2 separate regions of the Gossypium hirsutum genome follow, and region 2 is linked to region 1. The links are chromatin contacts, called in public Hi-C maps. All regions are on one chromosome and are shown on one strand. The core of a region is the stretch at or near the end of the contact, and the rest is flanking DNA. Distances in the headings are between cores, read along the strand shown.

Region 1 (3,417 bases), core at 632-3,131:
AAAAGATGAACCTCATAACATATGGGGCAATGATGCCGCATCGAGTTCTCCACGCACAAATGATTATCTCGCAACGCAATGGCATAGCAAGACCCTGCCCAGTGGTGTAAGTACGTGTGGTTATTGTGCAAAACAAATAGATGTAGCATTGAATAAAACAGATACTGTAAGCAGGGGATGGAATTCAATGTTTAAACTCCTCAAAACACGGTTGACTGATGTTTTCGGTGAGTTCACATCAAAATAGTATAGTTCTAAATCAAAGCAGAAGAATGTAAACATGGAAATGAAGTCATAAGTATGGCGTACTGAGAACAAGGATGAACAAAAACAAGAACGATTATGAAAGTGCATGACAGCAAAATCCAGAATAGTTCAAAACAACCCAATGAGAAATGCAAATTATTGAATACGACTGAATATGAAATAAAAAATCAGCCACAAATACCATTACAAAGTAAAAGAATGGGATTGAATCTAAGAACTTAGAACCAAGCATGATAAGGTAAGAAATGGGATATAAAGGTGTTAAGTACATACCGCACTTTTTGCAATGAAAAAAGTTATCACGACCTCCGACTCTGTATCAAAAATCATTCGATTAAGTCTCATAGCTTGAATTCAAGCAATCAAGATGAAAATAATAGCCATATATGCTTAAAACTTGGTAAATAACCTGCAGATCCCACAATCATGGCAATGAAAGTGCTCCTTCTCGGTCTGCATCAGATGTAACCGAACAGTAAACATTAATGGAAAGAAATAAACATTATATAGTAAAACACACAAGGATCAAACGCCTATCCATTCCTTATATCTTAAGTACTTACATCATCATCAAAGAACATGCAAATTGCACAGAAATATTCTCCCATGTTGACACCACAATTTGAACAAAGTAGAGCGACCTACGCAACATAAAAAACCAACACCAAAAGTGAAAACATAAACCAAAGAAAAGGGTCCATTTGTGTCTTAAAAGATACAAATCTGAAACACAAACCGGCTGCTCTGTGTCACAAACCGAACAAATAACCTACACAGAAACAAATTGGCACGAAAAGCACATATCATTAACATGATTAACTTGAAAAGAGAAAGACAATAAATTGAAAGAAAAGAAAAACACAGCGATTTTCAATTTCGTACTTGTTTAACGTCTTGGCGAACAATCTCGTGCCTGTCCATGGGGTTCTTTAACATGCTCTGAAGAACCAATAAGTGAATCCAAATACAATGAATACGCAGAACAAGAAATTGCATAAACAGTCAGAAACGAGGGAACTTTCAGCTTAAAACATAGAAAAAAAAAGGGGGGGGATGCAGAAAAAATGACGAAAACGAATACCGAAGCCTCATTGTGGCAATGGCGACACCAAAAAACCTCGTTGCAACAGGGAGCTCGAATCTTACATCTCCTCCTATAATGTTGGCATCTATAAAAAGCAAAAACAAACAAACCCAATGAATCATTGATGGAAAAGACCCAAAAAAAAAAAACAAAAAAGGGATAAGAAGAAAGAAGAGATACCCATATCCCATCTTCCCAAAATGAAGGCGTTCATTGGCTGAAGAGGCCTCCATCTCCAGGAGAATTGGAAGACAAATTTTGTTCTTTTCTTCTCGGATTATCCAGAGGAAACCCAGAAAGAAGAGGGGGTTTCCTGAATTGGAAGATGGGATCTAAATTTTCTTGGATTGTCGTGGATTCTTAAATGAAGAGAAAAGAATGCCAACCCCCGCCTTCAAAGGGGCACTCGTTTATATAAATATATAAAAATATATATATTTAATATAACAATAGCTATCTTACATTAAAAGGCAATAGTAATTATTGAATAATAGAAATAATGAGATTCTGTTGGGAGAGAGAGACAGAGAAAGGATAAGGTGGGGGGAGTGCCTGCCAGTGATGACTTTAAGAGAAAGGGACCAGTCGCCGCAGTGTCAGCGAATCGTGTTTCAGTCCGTAATTTTTCTTTTGGGGGGCATTTTAACAAACATGTGCAAGCGCTTTTTGTTTCCATTCAACTTGAAGCTGAATCCAAAAATTGTTCTTCCTTCATATCAATTGATTAAACTTAAAACCTGAATTATGGTTTTCCTTATTGCATTATCCAAAGAAAAACATGAATAACAGGTTGAGTATTTTTCAGAAAAAAAAATCTAGATTCAAAGGTTAGAGATGATATCATTGAGAGGTATGAATAGAAACATAGAGACTAGAATAAAAAATTTAAATTCTACTAAATTAAAATACATTGATTACATTTTCAATTTAATTTGCGATTTAACTTTTCTTATTTATATAATATTATTACTATCATTAATCTCATATTTTAGTTTATTAAGTTAAAAAAAGGAATCTTTTAGTGATAAATTAATGAAAAATTAAAAAAAATTGATAAATATAATTTCCTTTTTAAGTGACAAAAAACTTTTGAGTTTTGGATTTACATTAAAAATTACGTCGCTCGACTAATGAACTTTTAAATGTATTTAAATTTAGGCATAATAATAATTAAATAGAATAAACCCTAAAGTAAAATTAGTTTAATTCAAATTTTGTTTATTTTAACACATTATTTATGAGCGGTAGAGTTCATGTTGATGGTCACAAAACACAATAATAATTATTATTACAAATTTTATTATATTCGTATGCACGTAGAAACTAATGATGATTTAGAATATAGTTGTATGTTTAAAAATAATATCTAATAAATAATGAAACGTATGATTTAAAATTAATTAATTATAATAACATATAAAATATGTACGATATTAAAATAAAAAAATTAGATTAAATTGTGAGTAAAATAAAAAAAACTAAAATGCCTTTAGATAATATAACTTATTTTAATATAAAATGATATTTTTGTAATTTCTCTAACAGTGTTGGTGCTCGGTTGCCTCATAAGACCAACCCAATACGAGATTTTATTAATATAGTATAGATAAATGATAGAGATAATGAATTGTGTATATTAAAATAAAAATGTATAAAATAGATCAAAATAAAGCTTTGTTTAAGTAATAAATTTAATATTTTATCAATCTAATTAGCGTGGGTTCAAATGCCGATCATATGCATTTTCTTTATTAAAAATAAAAACATTAAAGTACCATAGAATAATATAACATATTTTAATTATGAAAAAATATTTTTGTAATTTTCTTAACAAGCTTTCCGTAATTTCCCTAATTGAGTTAGTGCCCAATCACTTAAATAATAGTATAGATAGAGACAACGGATGAAGGTAATAAAATGTGCATGTTAAAATAACAAAATAAAGTTTTGGTTGAGTGATAAATTTAAGATTGTACTAACTCAATCGGTGTGAGTTTAAATATCTTTATATGCATATTTTCATTGATTTTTGTTAAGGAACAATTTTAGCTAAAAAATATTTTGTT
Region 2 (3,310 bases), core at 362-2,861, 300 kb after region 1:
TCACAATCTCAACAACAGCTATACATTTAGCCTCTCACTTGCAAAACCCTTCCTAACTTTTGGCATTGTTTTCCGCGTAGTATATCAAATGGAGAGAGTGACAAAGTTGGCATCCGAGAAGCCAGTGGTGATCTTCAGCAAGAGTTCGTGTTGCATGTCCCACACCATCAAAACCCTTTTCTACGACTTTGGTGTCAACCCTGCGGTTCACGAACTCGATGAGATTTCTAGAGGGCGTGAAATCGAACAAACTCTTTCGAGGCTCGGTTGCAACCCTTCTGTCCCAGCCGTCTTCATTGGTGGTGAATTCGTTGGTGGAGCTAATGAGGTCATGAGTCTTCATCTTAATCGATCCTTAATTCCAATGCTTAGAAGAGTTGGGGCACTTTGGGTTTAATCCAAAAATTAATCCACTAACTTGCATGCCAAGGCACTAATAAAATTGTGATTATTATATATTATTATATATAATCACATAAATTAGATCCATGAGAGTGTAGATTTCAGGTCTAATTAACAGTAAGCACTACTAATTAACGACTTCTCTTAGTGAGTGGGTATGTTATCTATTTGGTAATGTACTAATTATGTTTTTTTGAGTAATAAAAGTTGCGATTTACATTTACATTAGTCTTTTGTCTTTCTAACAAACGGTAAATAATCCTTTGAAATTTGAGACTTAAAAAAAAGTTTAAATTAATTTAAAATATCAAAATATTCAAAGATCGAGCCTGGCCCAACTCATTTTTCTAACTTTGCAATATATTATATTATGTTCTTTTTATATATTAGGTAATTTATAATATATAAAAAATTAAATCTATAGCTTTATATACTACTTTAATATAAACATTTAAAAAATGTTAAGATGTCTATATATAAAATTTTATAAATAAAAAATAAAAAAATATTAAATACTAAATTAAAAATAATATAAATATATTTTTTAAATTAAAATATAATAAATAAATTTAAAGTTTGGATTAATAATTTATTATATAAGTAGACTTGAAAAAATCTCAAGTTCACAACTATAAAATATATCAACATCAAGAGCATTAATATTTGTAGCGAAAACTTGTGAAAATAATACTTGGAAGTATATAAATGGGCATTTCGAAAAAGATAAATGGATTTGGGTTGCAAAATTTCTGGAGTAAATGGGCCAGGATTGATAATGTATAGAGAGAAAAAGGTACAGTGTGATGAAAAGTTGTAGCAGGCAGAGGCAGTGATGGCAGCCGCACGCAATTCCCGAGAGAGATGGATCCTTTTTAATGGAGCCCACTGCCGCTCGCCATTAAATGCCTCGAGGCTCGACCATCCAAAGCTTTACACTAAACAACAAAACTACACGTATTTTTTTAACATGGTCTCTTTATTTTTGCCATCTTTTTTGACACAGAAACTTATTCAAATTTCCCATGTTATTTCTCACTCGTCCTCAGTCACCCTCATGGAAATAGTAAAAACTGGAAAAGAAAGTGGGTAGTTGGAATGAAAGTAACTTCTTTGTTTCCATTTTAATTGTAATTTAAGTTTTTAGTACATAGTTTTAATTTTCATGGTATTAAGCTAAGTAGCTAGCTACCACTATTATCTATAGGTTGTTAGAGGGACCTTCCAAAGCAAATCTTGGCAAAGGATCTCATAAATCAAACAAAACACAACAGGACAAGACGACCCGGTACTTTGTCTCTCTCTCTCTATCATCACTATTTGCAGAAGTACAGTTCACTTCTTCAATGAAACCCCATTTGCATAATTGCACCTTCTTAGTGGTCTTTCACACTCTCAAGCTAATGCTTCAACTACTTTCTTCCTCATCTACCTTCATTTCCTCAATGGCCCATTAATTTTATTTCATTTTCCTTTTTTTTTATTCTCAAACAGCTCAAGTCCAAGTTTAAAGGTCAAACCTTTTTGTCTCAGGTTTAACATATGACCCGATTGTACTTTGTTTTTTTTAGAAAAATAAAAATAAAAAACAGAACTTTGATAAATGAAGTGTTAGGCTTTTTTGTTGTTTTAGTCTTGATGATAATGTAGCTTCATTTTTTGTGGAAATTTTAGGGCTTTATTTCCTGGTTTTTGATTGAAAGAGTTTTGCTTTGCTTTGGTGAAAATGTTTAGCTTTTCTCGTAGACGCATGAAGCTTGGCAGGTCAGTTTCTTCTTCCCATATATATCATTTTCTATTTTTTATTTAAATTTATGTTCTTTTTACCTTTTTGTCAATGAAGAAACTTGGTGGATAAAGTATGCAAACTTGATTAAATATTTCCCCAAATCCCACATCTTTTGTTTTCATGAAGAAGACCTTTTGTTGCTGAACATTGTTCACTTATTTTTAGTATATTTTTTGTTTTGATTTAGAGTGAAGAAAGTACAGCTTTCAGAGTCCGCCAATGGAATTAAAAGTCCTATGAGACCGCCCAAACAAAGCAACAATCCAAATGTGAGGCTTTTGACATGTTTGAATTTCGGTTTTGTAACAGTAGGCATGTGTATAATATATTACTCGGTCTCGGTGTGTTGGATATGGCTATCATACGTTATCGTATGGTTAGATTTTTCTATGTTTTTTCATATATTTGGAGTTCATCTCCCCATGCCTCCAATATGAGTACTTAAAGAAAATGAAGAGTCCAAGGAACATAGCGTGTATAAGTTGCTAAAGCCTTCTAATGTGTTTCAGGTTGAGTCTGCTATGCTTGCTGTTAATCATTCTGATGAACTTGAATCCCACTGTCCTCCTGCCCCTGTGATTAATTCATCAGGGAACTCCGAGAATTGGATGGTATTGTCAGTTGCTGGAGAAACGCCTGAGCCACGCTTTAATGTAATATATATATATGTCTATCGATGTTTTCCAATTGTCTGATTGCTTCATATCTTAGGGTTAATGACTTAATTCAAATTTTGTATATCGGTTATGACGGAAATGCTGAAATATTTCCGTGTTCCTTGAGTAGCATGCTGCCACTGTTGTCGGGAACAAGATGATAGTGGTTGGTGGTGAATCTGCAAACGGATTGTTAGATGATGTGCAGGTTCTTAATTTCGACACTTTTTCTTGGACCATGGCATCATCGAAGCTTTACTTGTCGCCAAGCAATCTTCCACTTAAGATTCCTTCATGCAAGGGCCATAGTCTGGTACAATCATATGCTATGCATTAAGCTTTTCCATTATGTTGCATTCTCGTTGCTTTGCATACTATATAAACTAGCCAAACTGTTGTTCATTTATGCTTGTTAGCTATGATATTAAGTGACGCTGTGTATTGCCACCTCCGTGTCTACTATTTA

Evidence for each region. A called contact is a pair of places that touch in the nucleus more often than the background predicts.
Region 2: a contact with region 1 is called in a Hi-C map of leaf, with 2.7 times the contacts expected there. The contact joins the promoter of LOC107916034 here to the promoter of LOC107913654 in region 1. A contact is called at or near these places in 2 of 34 Hi-C or Micro-C datasets (callus and leaf).

The regions. Positions count from the first base shown.
Region 1 is chrD10:48,601,333-48,604,749 of Gossypium_hirsutum_v2.1, forward strand. LOC107913654 (E3 ubiquitin-protein ligase MIEL1) reads right to left here and starts at 1,882. Exons shown (of 12, transcript XM_016842305.2): 1 at 1,532-1,882; 2 at 1,349-1,436; 3 at 1,150-1,206; 4 at 1,004-1,036; 5 at 831-908; 6 at 677-720; 7 at 541-581; 8 at 12-94. The coding sequence starts at 1,584.
Region 2 is chrD10:48,905,620-48,908,929 of Gossypium_hirsutum_v2.1, forward strand. It overlaps LOC107916034 (acyl-CoA-binding domain-containing protein 6), which reads left to right and starts at 1,612. Exons shown (of 16, transcript XM_041102437.1): 1 at 1,612-1,687; 2 at 2,074-2,163; 3 at 2,376-2,457; 4 at 2,698-2,841; 5 at 2,975-3,157. The coding sequence starts at 2,126. LOC107915907 (monothiol glutaredoxin-S2) reads left to right here. Exons shown (of 1, transcript XM_016845095.2): 1 at 1-625. The coding sequence starts at 89. The coding sequence ends at 397.